Regions from separate parts of the Sus scrofa genome. Here regions 2 and 3 are each linked to region 1. A link is a contact called in public Hi-C and promoter capture Hi-C data. All regions are on one chromosome and are shown on one strand. Each heading gives the region's core, a stretch centred on a gene start, on an enhancer-like site or on the middle of the called end of the contact. The rest is flanking DNA. Distances are from core to core; before and after follow the strand shown. Region 1 holds the start of MPHOSPH9 (M-phase phosphoprotein 9). Region 2 holds the start of ARL6IP4 (ADP ribosylation factor like GTPase 6 interacting protein 4). Region 3 holds the start of SNRNP35 (U11/U12 small nuclear ribonucleoprotein 35 kDa protein).

The links. Promoter capture Hi-C pulls out the DNA fragments that hold promoters and counts their contacts. A called contact is a pair of places that touch in the nucleus more often than the background predicts.
Region 2: a contact with region 1 is called in a promoter capture Hi-C map of liver, with 4 times the contacts expected there. The contact joins the promoter of ARL6IP4 here to the promoter of MPHOSPH9 in region 1. A contact is called at or near these places in 1 of 5 promoter capture datasets (liver) and 5 of 47 Hi-C or Micro-C datasets (heart right ventricle, liver, mesenteric adipose tissue and 1 more).
Region 3: a contact with region 1 is called in a Hi-C map of liver, with 5 times the contacts expected there. The contact joins the promoter of SNRNP35 here to the promoter of MPHOSPH9 in region 1. A contact is called at or near these places in 1 of 47 Hi-C or Micro-C datasets (liver) and 1 of 2 datasets of contacts at active chromatin or transcription factors (alveolar macrophages).

The regions. Positions count from the first base shown.
Region 1 is chr14:29,656,582-29,661,000 of Sscrofa11.1, reverse strand. It overlaps MPHOSPH9 (M-phase phosphoprotein 9), which reads right to left and starts at 1,973. Exons shown (of 24, transcript XM_021074060.1): 1 at 1,790-1,973. It overlaps C14H12orf65 (probable peptide chain release factor C12orf65 homolog, mitochondrial), which reads left to right and starts at 2,095. Exons shown (of 4, transcript XM_001928287.6): 1 at 2,095-2,245.
Region 2 is chr14:29,886,418-29,890,836 of Sscrofa11.1, reverse strand. ARL6IP4 (ADP ribosylation factor like GTPase 6 interacting protein 4) reads left to right here and starts at 2,367. Exons shown (of 5, transcript NR_033706.1): 1 at 2,367-3,019; 2 at 3,539-3,762; 3 at 3,851-3,968; 4 at 4,358-4,419. OGFOD2 (2-oxoglutarate and iron-dependent oxygenase domain-containing protein 2) reads left to right here. Exons shown (of 7, transcript XM_001928564.5): 6 at 176-433; 7 at 508-834. The coding sequence ends at 771.
Region 3 is chr14:29,474,552-29,478,970 of Sscrofa11.1, reverse strand. It overlaps SNRNP35 (U11/U12 small nuclear ribonucleoprotein 35 kDa protein), which reads left to right and starts at 1,920. Exons shown (of 2, transcript XM_003359089.4): 1 at 1,920-2,095; 2 at 4,274-4,419. The coding sequence starts at 4,277. RILPL2 (RILP-like protein 2) reads right to left here and starts at 836. Exons shown (of 5, transcript XM_013982786.2): 1 at 786-836.

The sequences.
Region 1 (4,419 bases), core at 724-3,223:
GAATAAATGAATAGGAACTACTTAGTATTTAATTTGGTACTGAAAACAGCCAATTAAACTGTTAACAATGGCTTTTTCCCCATATACTATATGCATGGAGTACTTTTGTACTCTATTTTTTAAGAAAAGAAAAAACTCTATGCATATCCAAAAGTACTCTATGCATATGCTACTTCTTAAAAATAACTATTTGCCAGGTCAACTAAAATTTAACTGAAGCTAGATGTACAGAGATAAACTGGTTATAACAAGTCAACTCATGTAGTTTAAAAAAAAAAAAAAAAAAAAAAAAAGGAGCCATGGAGTAAGGGGAAAAAATAAAGAAAACCTATGCTGCTTACAAAACAGAAGTGTTAAGGAATGAGAAAGAGGAAAATTAACTATTATTCTGGTTCCTCTAGGTTCCCACTTTCTAGGGCCCGGTTTGACAAAGCAACCTTGAAAACATCAGCTCATAAAGGAATCATTTCCTTCAGGGACAGGTGTGAAAGCCAAGGGTAACCGGACCTAGCTAAATGATTTCTCCCCAGTGACTCAGCCCATCACCAACGACAAATGGGGTATTGAAAAAGTCAGAGGCTGCACCTTCCATCTGGCAACGAAAATACCGGAATTCAAATCACCTTGCTCTTCTAGCAGGAAAACACAAGCTCTCCAGGGAGGTGCATCTGCATGCAAATGATACCCCATCAATTATTTCCCCCACTGAGTTAATCCGGATGCAGTAGATGCAGATGGAAAACCATGTGAAATGCGATGAGGCTTCCCCAGTTTGGGGGGTGGGGGGAAAGAGCTGGGTGACAGCAGAGATAAATTTTTAAAAAACTGATATAGGAGTTCCCTTCGTGGCTCAGCGGAAAGGAATCTGACTAGGAACTGTGAGAACGCAGGTTCGATCCCTGGCCTTGTTAAGTGCGTTTAGGATCCGGACATACGGTGTAGGTCGCAGACGGGGCTCGGATCTGGCCTGGCTGTGGCTGTAGCCTAGGCCAGTGGCTGCAGCTCCAATTCGACCCCTAGCCTGGGAAACTCCGTATGCGGTGGGTACGGCCCTAAAAAGATAAAAAACCGATACACAATGCAAAATTTTAAAAAGCTGCTGGAGAATGTATATAAGAACTGAGACATTTTTGTATCTTCCAGCAACAAAATATGATGCTTTTGATGTCTCCAGCTCCTAGCAAAAAAAAGGAGTTAACGGGGAAAAGAACAACTGATTCACTGAGAATATGTTAACGAGGCGTTCTGCTTTGTTGGGAACCTGAGAAGGGGGACGGAAGGGATGATTTCAGGTTTTGAGGCCAGATCCTGACATTCTCGTGCTCACAGACGCACCGCAACTGCTGCTGGCGGCTCTCGGATTAAAGTAGGAAGGCGAGGGAGGACCCACGCAGTCGCCTCAACTGTAGACAGTAGAGAGGCCAGAGTTAAAGCCACTGCTCCAACCAATAAACTATAATTATAATCCCCCAAAAGTAAGCAGAGGAAGCTGAGCGGGGGGTGTGGGGGGAGAAAAGCGAAATCCCTCAAGCCCCCCGCCCCTCGGGAAGAGGTGCTCCGCGATTGGGCCGTGAGGATGTCACTCAAGGGCACAGAGTCTAGAAAAGGCTCACGTCCGCAGGCAAAGCCCCACACGCCCGCTGGTTTTGCTGCGGTGGTTTCTGCTGACCGTCGGCTACCCCCGCCCTAACCCATCAGCACACCCAAGGGTCCGCTGAGTTGGTGTCTTCGATATCGCGTCCCCTTTCCCCCGTGACTGGCAGCTCCCCTCAGGCCGGCGGCCGCTTACCTGGCCCCGGCTCTCACTGCTGATGTTACGATCGGGCGAGCGGCCTCTCGCGACCGTTAAACTCGAGGGAGCGTGCGCGCGCCAGACGTCTTAGATGCAATTGGCTGCCCGGAAGGGGGCGGAGACGGCCGAGCCGCGGCCAGCGCGTCGACTTCCAGAGGCCAGTCCCCCAACTCCCAAGGAAGTGGCTGTCGGATGCCTGAGAAAAGAGAGGGGGCGGGGCTGCTGTCAGGTCCTCTCATCTGATTGGCTCTCTGGGAACCTACTGCAGCTACGCGGGAAAGTAGCCTCTGTTTCCCGCATGCGCAGTTAGTAAGATGAAGGGACTCAGGTGAGCGGGGGCTGCGGCAGGAATACCGCGCGTGCGCAGGCCCGGGATCGCGTTTGCTTTCCCGGTCCTGCGATGATTCCGGTTCCTCCAGAACATTGGTGGCGGGAGGCCAGTCCTGAGGTCAGGTAAGCGTCTGCAGAGAAGCCAGGTACCACGATTGCCCACGATCGTCAGGGGCTCCTAGAGAGGACTGGGAACTAGTGCCCCTGAGTTTCCCAGTTCGCAACCCTGAATCGCTCAGCTCATTGACCTGAGGCCAGCCCAGACACCTGAGCTAAATTTTCCCTGAACCTGGTTTACCCTAGGCTGTGGGGATTGGCAAGGGCTCTTCTCGGACCTGAAGTGGGAGAGGAGGAGAGCCCACTTTTGTGGAGAAAACAGTTCCACCGAGGCCCGAGGGCACATGAGCGATGCTCATTTACTCTTTAGGCAGAGCCTTAGGGAGCTGTTAGTGCGCAGCAGGGCTTATTTCAGGCATGGTGGGTGTTCTGCTCTTGCCAGTCCTTTGAAAGGACCAAGGAGAACCCGCATCCCTCCCCGTGGGCCCCCAGCCCGTCTTACACGCGCTGTTCAGTTCTTATTCTTCAGACGAAAGGTTCTTAACCTTTAAGGTACTTCTAGCTGTTAGATTTCCCTTCAGGTGACCTGAGCACACAAGAAAGGGACTTTGCTAGCCCTGTCGTTGAGAAGCCAGGATGGAGAAGATATTTGCCCTTGGAATAGCAAATCTGTGAAGAGACCTTCCATCTGATCTGAGCCTCTTAAGAATACCTAGAATTTTGTTTCAACAGTAAAAATTCAGTCTACCCGAAACTCCATGTGTGAAACATTTCAAGTTTAAATAAATGAAATCCTCCCTCCCCAGTTGTGTAAATCCCCAATCAGTACTGTATGTGTAATACTTAACCAAAATTTAAAAAAAAAAAAATTTTTTTTTTTCTAGCTTACTGCTTGTAGCAGCTTGAAGTAAGATCTCAGCTTCCAGACCAGGGATTGAACCCCAGGCGGTGAATGAGCCAAATTCTAGCCACTAGACCTCCAAGGAACTCCCAAATCAAATTATTTTTAAGCACATGGCTTTCTTTTCAGTGACCATGTTTCAAGCCCCCCCCCCACAAAAGTTTTATCACTAATTTCAGTTGGTTACAAAATTTCTATTTGAGAATTTTGCACTCACAGAAAGATGGGAACGGGAATTCCTGAGACAGTTCTAGGCAGAGGGAGGTATGTTTTCTTGCAAGAAAAATGTTAAGTCCAAAATCAAGTAACGGGGGAGTTCCTGTTGTGGCTCAGCAGTAACAAACCTGACTAATATCCATGAGGATGCATATTTGATCTCTGGCCTCACTCAGTGGGTTAAGGATCCAGCGTTGCCGTTAGCTGCAGTGTAGATTGCACTCTGCTGGGATCCCACGTGGCTGTGGCTGTGGCTGTGGTGTAGGACGGCAGGTACAGCTCCAGTTTGACCTCTAGCCTGGAAACCTGTATGCAGAGGGTGAGGCCCTAAAAAGCCAAAAAAAAAAAAAAAAAAAAAAAAAATCGAGTAATGTAGATTAACAATACAGGAGACAGGAGATCATTGCTTTTTGCTACAAAATCAAATGGACTTTGTTTAGTTTGAGTGTGTTTTTGTTTTTTGTATTTGGCAGTGTGCTTTTATTATTATAGTTGTGGGTTTGTTTGTTTGTTTTTTGTCCTTTTTTAGGGGCACATCTGCAGCATATGGAGGTTCCCAGGCTAGGGGTCAAATGGGAGCTGTTGCTGCCAGCCTACGCCAGAGCCACAGCAACACCAGATCCGAGCCCCCATCTGTGACCTACACCACAGCTCACAGCAGTGCCAGATCCTTAACTCACTGAGCAAGGCCAGGGATCGAACCCACAACCTCATGGTTCCTAGTCAGATTCATTTCCGCTACGCCACGACGGGAGCTCCTGGCAGTGTGATTTTAGATAACTTTCCAAAAAAATCTGTTAATGTCTTAATAAGCCAACATGTTCAGGAGCTAGTATTCTGATTAATGGAGTTATTAACCAACTGATGTGAAATATTTTGGTAAGGTTATGCACACCATATTTTTTTTTTTTTTTGTCACACACCATATTTTTTTAATTTAGGTTAAGCTCTTTGGTAGGGTCTTAATATTTCTAAATTCATAGTGGGAATTGACTTTTGCAAATAAGACTATAGCAAAGCTTTGTAAAAACAGCTAATGAGGGAGTTCTCCGTGGTAGTATAGCAGGTTAAAAGTCCGGCATTGTCACTGCAGTGGCTTGGGTTCGATCCCTGACCCGAGAAC
Region 2 (4,419 bases), core at 1,118-3,617, 230 kb before region 1:
CAGACTCTCCAAGCCTTGGTCTCCCTGTCTGTAAAGCGAGATCATGGCCACATTATTATGAAGTTAAGTTGATGTCTGCAAAGCACTGAGCACCGTCCCCCGTAAGGGACTCCCTCATGGACCCAGGGTGGGGCCCCATCGGTTTCCCCGCTGACCCTGGGACCCCCCCTTCCAGGTATTGCTCTACGAGCTGGGCCTGGATGAACCACTGGTGACACCACTGCGGGAGCGCTTCCTGCAGCCACTGATGGCCCTGCTGTACCCAGACTGTGGTGGGGGCTGGCTGGACAGCCACCGTGCCTTCGTGGTCAAATATGCACCAGGCCAGGACCGAGAGCTGGGTTGCCACTATGATAATGCCGAGCTCACCCTCAACGTGTCCCTGGGCAAGGCCTTCACAGGGGGCGCCTTATACTTTGGAGACCTCTTCCAGGTTAGTGTGTGTGATCCGTGGGGCAGGGGCCAGGGCCTCAGGGAGTGCCCAGGCCTAAGCCCAGCTGTCTGCAGGTGCCTTCAGCCCTGGCCCATCCGCTGGAGGTGGAGCACGTGGTGGGCCAGGGCATCCTGCATCGGGGGGGCCAGCTGCACGGGGCCAGGCCCCTGGGCACCGGTGAGCGCTGGAACCTGGTTGTCTGGCTCCGGGCCTCTGCTGTGCGCAACCGCCTCTGCCCCATGTGCTGCCGCAAGCCCCAACTGGTGGACGACGAGGGCTTCGGCGATGGCTTCACTCGCGAGGAGCCTGCCACAGTGGACTTGTGTGCGCTGACCTGAGCCTGGTTGGATCCAGCAGAAATAAACACCCTGCAACCCTCAGTACTTCTTGGTTCAAAAGGATGTGCGGGCTTCTGGGTCATTCTTTCAGTAGACAGGCTGGCTTAGATCAGGGTTTTGTTTGTTTGTTTTTGCCACCCCTAAGCATATGGAGTTCCCAGGCCAGGGATCAGATCCAAGCTGCAGTTGCAACCTATGCCACAGCTGTGGCAATGCCAGATCTGTGCCGGGCCGGGGATTGAACCTGTGTCCTGGCACTGCAGAGATGCTGCTGATCCCATTTTGCACCACAACAGGAACTCCCTTAGGTTGGGCTTGTTAGAACCAGAGGCTGAGATGGGGATTCCTGTGCAAGTGGTTTAAGGAGGGAATACTCTCAGAAGAAGGGGAACCAGGATAGGGCAGAAGCAGCTGGGCCAAATGTGGTTTCAAGAAGGATCCAGCTTCAGCCCAATCTTATAGGCTCTTTGCAGCATGAATGGTACCACAGTTTGCCCCCAACATCAGTTAACTGGCTTTAAGGTATTTCAGGGTAGGGAGGGGGTGAGTAACTTCCCAGACATCCATCTCCAGTGGCCAAGGGAGTCGTCCAGAGAAGGGCACAGGTGTGAGGTGTCAGCAGCAAATACCACGGCTTGGGGCGAGTACACCTGTCTACAAAGAGGATTTGGGCCAGCCACCTAAGGCATCTTCTGGATGGTACAGAGGGGTTACTGCAGAGGGATTAAAAGCAGGGACTCTGGAGCCAGACTGCCTGGGTTCTAATTCTGATTCGATCACTTCCACCTGTGACTGTGGGTAAGCCGTGTGACCTCTCTGTGCTTTACTTTCCTCACCTGGTGAGTATGGCCTAGAGTTGTTCTGGGGCCTCATGTTTATAAAGTGATTTTTAACAGCCCTGTGTCTGCTGCTATCATCACTACTGAAGAGTTTGCAACTTGGCCCCAAGACTGGATGAGGCATGTAGCTATGTTGAAATCTTGAGTTCTGACTTCTTAAGGGAGTGGGAAGATCTGGGAACACCAGGCCCCAATCCGTACTGCAGAAATCAGCAGGGTCTCAGCTGTCCCCACTCTAGACAGGCCTGTGGTGCTCTTGATCACAGGGTCCCTTCCTCATTCACTGCCATGATCCCTCTGGTCCTTATGGACGTTTGAGTGCGATCTCTGTATTACTGGGTGGGGACGATGGAAAGACCAAAGCTCTGGAGCTCGCAGCGCGTTGCAGTGGACACATCCGAAGACAATCCAGAAAGGAAAAGCGGCGCGCAGTAGGGTCGCCTTCTTCCCTGGGGCGCCAGGGAGTCTGGGGGTGCTGCAGGCGCGCCGAAAGAACAGCGTTGGGAGAAGCACAGCTGCAGCAAAAGGCCTGCAAACTCCAGGACTGGCGCCAGGCTGGAGAGCAGGTCTCTCGTCTCGGAGCTCCACCTGTAGGCGGAAGCCTGGATGCCCAACTCGCCTCTCCCGTGGTGATCGCGCCAGGTTCCGTTTCTTGGGCTGCCACAGAAACGGAACCTGGGGCTTCAGAACTAAAGGCAACCGCGCCTCGCTTCGCAGCCGGACTGTCTCCCGAGCAGCACCCCCAGACCGGAAGTCACCCAGCAGCCACTTCCTTACTCTAAGGCGCGGTGCAGGGCAGGTGGTCCGGCCAAATGGACGGTTGAGGCGGGAGCGGAGCAGCTTCGGAGACTTTCTTTAAGGCGGCAAGGCTGCGGAGGGCGCGGGGTGGAGGGTAGGAGTACGCGGAAAGGAATAAAGAACTCACCTGGCAGCTGAGGAACACTGCCGTTCCTAGGGCTCCTGAACTGGATCGCGCAGGCGTGGAGCGTCCGGGCGGGGGCGGGCCCTTAAAGAGGCCGCTGCGGAGAATCCAGGAGCCCGCCGAGAATCTGGGATACCTGGGGGCGAGGGGCGGGTGCGGGTTGTGCGATTGCATAGATCCCCTCATATCCCTGCCCCGGGTGGTGACGGGTATCGATCCCTAGAGGACCAGGTTCTGAGTAGAGCCGCTCTTGGAACCCAGTCTGCGGACCGGCCCAGGGACCCCCAGTTTAAGCGCGTCTCCCCGCCTCCAGCCCACGGCGCTATGGCTCACGTCGGCTCTCGCAAGCGCTCGAGGAGTCGCAGCCGGTCCCGGGGCAGAGGGTCGGAAAAGAAAAGGAAGAAGAGCAGTAAGGACGCTCCCAGGAGCTGCTCGGCTTCTAGATCCCAAAGCCGCAAAGCCAGCACTACCTCCTCTGGGGCGGAGGGTGAGAACCAGAGGGAATGGGAAAGGGGTGAGGGAACTTCATGGAGGAAGTTGCAGGCAGCTGGGCGGGCTTTTCCGGACTGGCTTTGGGAAAATTGCAGAGAGCACTATTCAAAGGAGGACCCAGAGTGTAGATCCTGGGTATCTGGATTGAAGGATGCTCAGAATCCAGCGGCTGGACCAGCCCATTGAATACTGAGTGAAAGGAGCACTTAATCATATCTTTGGTGCAGCTGGGCGGGAGATGTGGGGGCTGGTTGCCCTGCTCCTGGGTGGTCAGTGACTTGGCAGCCCAGAAAGTGCCTCTCCACAGGGTGCTGATCCCTTTTCTGGAAAGCCCTGCCCGAGGGCTTCATGCCTCTGGGGTCAGCCTGAGCCTGCTACAGGCCAGAGCAAGGGGACGAAGGTTTACTTCTTCCCCTCCTGGCCTTCCAGCCTCACCTTCTCCATGCATCACAGAGAGAAGCAAGCACAAGGCCCGGAGGAGACCACGATCCAGCTCTTCCTCCTCTTCTTCCAGTTCTTCTAGCTCCTCTTCCTCCTCGTCCTCCTCCTCTTCCTCCAGCGATGGCCGGAAGAAGCGGGGGAAGCACAAGGACAAGAAGAGGAAGAAGAAGAAGAAAAGGAAGAAGAAGCTGAAGAAGAGAAGCAAGGAAAAGGCCAAGGTGCAGCAAGCTGAGGCTCTGCCTGGACCTTCGCTGGACCAGTGGCACAGAGCAGCCGAGGAGGAAGAGGATGGCCCAGGTACTGTGCTGCCTGGAGTGTGGGAGGCGGGGGAAGGAGGGTCCCTTCCCTGAGGGCTCCCCCACCTCCCTGCCATCTCATCTTCCAGTCCTGACAGATGAGCAGAAGTCCCGCATCCAGGCCATGAAGCCCATGACCAAGGAAGAGTGGGATGCCCGGCAGAGCGTCATCCGCAAGGTGGTTGACCCAGAGACAGGACGCACCAGGTGGGAAGCCTGGCCCCACAGCTGCGACTGGGCACTGGCTCCAGACCAGCACTCTCAGGAGGGGGGCGGTAGCTGCTGTTGCTCTAAAAAGGCCAAGGATGAGAGGGAAAAAACAGTCACTTGGTGGAAATTTCTCAGGCCATTCCTTCCCATTGCCCAGAGCAAATGATGGCAGGGGCTGGAAGGGTCTTGAGGAGGGTTTTCAAAGGGCCGCTGTCTAATGGCAGAGCCTACCAGGCTGCTTTTATCCCAAGGTTGGGCGTGGCCTGGCTCCAGCCACTCAAGGTGGTGGGAGCCTGAGGTTTGTTGCTTCTGCCAGGTGCTTCTGCTTCTGTTGCCCTGGCCTCTTAAGTTAGAGGCTCCGCCTGCCCCGCCCCTCCCCCCTCCAGGCTCATTAAGGGAGATGGTGAGGTCTTAGAGGAGATCGTAACCAAGGAACGACACCGAGAGA
Region 3 (4,419 bases), core at 671-3,170, 180 kb after region 1:
AACAGTATTCAACTGCATGTATATACCATACACACATATTTTTAAATATAAATGTTTAAACTATAGATATGGCTCATTTTTAAACTCAATACATTTTGTTAATGAATTTTAAGAAAACGTACTATATGGAGTTCCCCTTATGATTCACCTGGTAAGAAGACGACTAGTATCCATGATGGTGGTTCTATCCCTGGTCTCGTTCAGTGGGTTAAGGACCTGGCATTGCTTCAAGCTGTGATGTAGGTCACAGATGTAGTTTGGCTGAAGTGTTGCTGTGGTTGTGTAGGCCTCAGGTGCAGCTTTGATTCGACACCTAGCCTGGGGACTTTCATATGCCATGGGTTCAGCCCTAAAAAGCAAGAAAAGAAAAGAAAAGAAAAGGTACTATAAAGAAAGCTATAGATATTCAGGACCTTTGCTTCACGTACAAAATTCAATAAAGACTAAGAACAGTAATATAGGAGTTCCCGTCGTGGCGCAGTGGTTAACGAATCCGACTAGGAACCACGAGGTTGCGGGTTCGGTCCCTGCCCTTGCTCAGTGGGTTAACGATCCGGCGTTGCCGTGAGCTGTGGTGTAGGTTGCAGACGCGGCTCGGATCCCGCGTTGCTGTGGCTCTGGCGTAGGCCGGTGGCTACAGCTCCGATTCAACCCCTAGCCTGGGAACCTCCATATGCCGCGGAGCGTTCCAAGAAATAGCAACAACAACAACAGACAAAAGACAAAAAAAAAAAAAAAAAAAAAAGAACAGTAATATACCCTTAGTAAATGGTGATTTGGCTTACCTTCTAAGAATAAGATTGGAAGCAAAATGAGATGAGTTGTTTGCAGAAATCACCCACTTGTAAGAATGAATCAGAAAATGAGTGAATGAAGAACATCATGAGATACTCATCATCAGATTTATGAAAGCACAACTGTATCAAGTAATTCGTTGTTCAAGTCGTAATCTACCCGAATACACTGACCTAACAAAAAAGAAACATAACATAGTCTGAATGTATACATCTATCTACTCTATAAATATTTACTGACCACATGGGTCTCCCCTCCCACGCCCTGGTTTTAAATCTGGGCATGGGTTCTTAAAGGGTCATTTGGGGGAGTTCCCGTCGTGGCACAGTGGTTAATGAATCCGACTAGGAACCATGAGGTTGAGGGTTCGATCCCTGGCCTTGCTCAGTGGGTTAAAAGATCCGGCGATGCCATGAGCTGTGGTGTAGGTTGCAGACGCGACTGGGATCCCGCTTTGCTGTGGCTCTGGCGTAGGTTGGCGGCTACAGCTTCGATTTGACTCCTACCCTGGGAACCTCCGTATGCCGCGGGAGCGGCCCAAGAAATAGCAAAAAGACAAAAAAAAAAAAAAAAAAAGAATCATTTGGGGACTTTCCAAAAAAATACATTTTTTTCAGAGATTCTGAATTCAGAGATCTCTGTGAGGCTCGGAAAACGGCATTTTAACACGCTTCCACGCGATTCTTGTTTCCGAGCTCACTTTGAAGAACTGTTTTGCTTGTGCGGGGAGCGAATTTGTTAAATTTAGGGGTTAGAAAAACTCTGGGAAAACATACGTACACAGTTTCCTTGTGAACTAGCATACGCATTTTCTAAGGAAAAAAAACAAAACAAAATCAATTTCTCACAGTGAACCTGAGAACGAAAAGTCTCACTGGCGCTCAAAGATCTCTTCAATAAGGAGAGCGATTCTGCGAATCTCACAGGATTAGCAGCACATTCGATAGTCTTCCAACTCAATTGTTCAATTTAGCATTTTTTGTCCTGGCGAAAAATTTTAGAAAAGCGAAAAGTTCATTCTTTTTGGAGACGATACTCAATGGAGCCTTCGATGCTCAATGCATGCGATTAGATTTTTTAAATGAAAGCAAAAACCAAATCAGGGCCCGTGACGAATCTGTAGCTCCCGATGTAAAGTTCCGGTCAGGCGGGCCGGAAGAACCTACCGTCGCTCCACGCTCGGCATCAGTCTCCATGGGAAAGGAATCCCGAGTCTTCTGAAGTGAACCAGAGCGGTTTAGTGGGAGCGGGGCCCACCCAGGCGAGGAGGACCAGGGAATTCCGCCTGGACAGTGTGTCGGTTAGTGTGTGGGCCGCCATGTTGAAGCCGGGCAAATGGGGAGACCTTTTGGGTTTATGCTGCGGGGAGCGGGGGCTATAACTTGGTTGGCAGGATGGTTCCTTCAGTCTTGCGCCTACCTACAAGGTGAGGGGCTGGGAGAGGTAGTCTGAAAGGCCGGCGGCCGAGAGACCGAGGTGCTGCGAGGGGACTGGGAGTATAGACTATCACAGAGACTTCCGCCTTGGCTTCCATAGCCTCACTGCGCGTGCTCGGAGGGCCCTGTGGGCCAGCCTTCAGTTTCCCACCTGGGAAGCGCGGGAGTGTTTTACTATGTATAATCAGCCTGGAGAGGTGTGTCTTGTCTGTTTACTTGTTTAATAATAGCTTTTATTTACATAATGCTTTATAATTATAAAACACTTTCGTAGGCCTTCTGTTATGCAGTGAAGAGGCGCTTAGCAACATTTTACAGATGATTTAAATTTTGCCCAAGATTGCACTAGGTCTTAAACCTGGGTGTTCTGACTCTAATTCCTGCGCTTTTTCACTTTCCGCCCTTCGGTCTTTAATGGTTCATTGACGCACCCATCTCCACCCCCCCCCCATTCATCTTTCACATCCCATCCTCGTTAATGAAATAATGACGAGAATATAAAATTTCAAAGAGATTGTTGAAGGAAATCTCAATATAATGTTGCAACGGAGAAAATACAGCAAGAAAGAATGAGAAGCCGTGAAGCCCGCTGTTTTCTTGGTATTTAGTATTGATAGGAGCATACAGATCGGGAAGGAAACAAAATTCATTTTATCCCTTTATAATTCTCTCCATATTTTAATTTGAAGAGCTCTTAAAGCTTTGAACAGGACTTCTGACCTTGTACAATTATGTCAAAAAATTTTTGGTGGATCGTTGTGAGCTTGTGGAATGGGGGAAGGGGTTTCTCTCCCATTTGGTTGCAGGGGTGGAGAGTGTGGGGGTTTTCAGCCTCAAAACCCAGACCTGGTCAGCTTTTTCCTGTCCCTCTCTCCAAAGCTTTATATTTTATGACAGCCATCTAAGAAAATAGTTAAGAACTTAATTTCTGGAGTCAAGAAAGCCCTTGGTTCTCATTACCTGGCTGGGCTACTTCTGTGTTTTGGGACAAAAGACAGCCGTTTTTGCAGCTCACCTTCCACATCTGAAATAGCAATAACAGAAGTACACGTGTCCTGGTATTGTTGAGAAGTGAAGGGAGATAAGTGCTTAGCACAATGCCTGGCACCTCCTAAGTGTTCAAGACAAGTTAACTATAATTGTTATGGTCTTTGGTTTTTGTTTTTATCTTGCAACCTTATGATGGAGGTAGGAAGTAAGATTAGAACCTTAAGTGAGTTGGAGGCAGAGCCCAAGCCAGACCAAAACCATCTGAAGCTCCTTCCCTTGTTCTAGCTGTTCGTCATCCTTTTACAAGTTACCAGAGAAGTGTCTTTTCCAAAGTTGCTCGCTAATGATGACACACATATACGTCCTCCATTTACAGTTTGGTGGGAGATGATATAATGTCCTGCCTCTCAGTTTTGAATGAAGTGGTCCTTTTGTGTTTGTTTTCCTTTTGCTTTTTAGGGCCGCACCCACGGCATATGGAAGTTCCCGAGCTAGGGGTGAAATCAGAGTTACAGCTGCTGGCCACGGCCACAGCCACAGTCATGCCAGATTTGAGCCACGTCTATGACCTGTGCCACAGCTCATGGCAGTGCCAGATCCTTAACCCACTGAGCAAGGCCAGGAATCGAATCAGCATCCTCATGGATACTAGTCATGTTCTTAACCCAATGAGCCACAATAGTAACTCCCCTATGACCATTTTAAGTCTCTGAAAGGCAAGCCTGGATTTTGACCCATGTTGTAGCATCATAACGTAGTTGGTATGCATCCTACCATGATGGTATACGTCTGTGTTGAGCTCAGGCCTTTGCCTTCTGCTTCTTCCAAGGAGGAGGGCGAGAGAGTGGGTGAGGGCATCCTTGAGCCCTCCGCCCAGATTTGATACTGTCTCCCCTGCTTTCTAACCAGGAGGCTTCAGCCTCTGAGAATCCACCTCCTTCTCTTTTGGAAGAAGAGGTGAATAACAGTATCTGCTTCATGGAGTTGTTGGAAGGATTAACTGCATAGCTTGTAGTAGGTGCTGCATAAACGCTTACTGTGCTCCTCCCTAGAACATGAACGATTGGGTGCCCATCGCCAAGGAGTACGACCCACTTAAAGCTGGCAGCATCGATGGCACTGACGAAGACCCACACGATCGTGCAATCTGGAGGGCGATGTTGGCACGATACACCCCCAACAAAGGCGTCACAGGAGA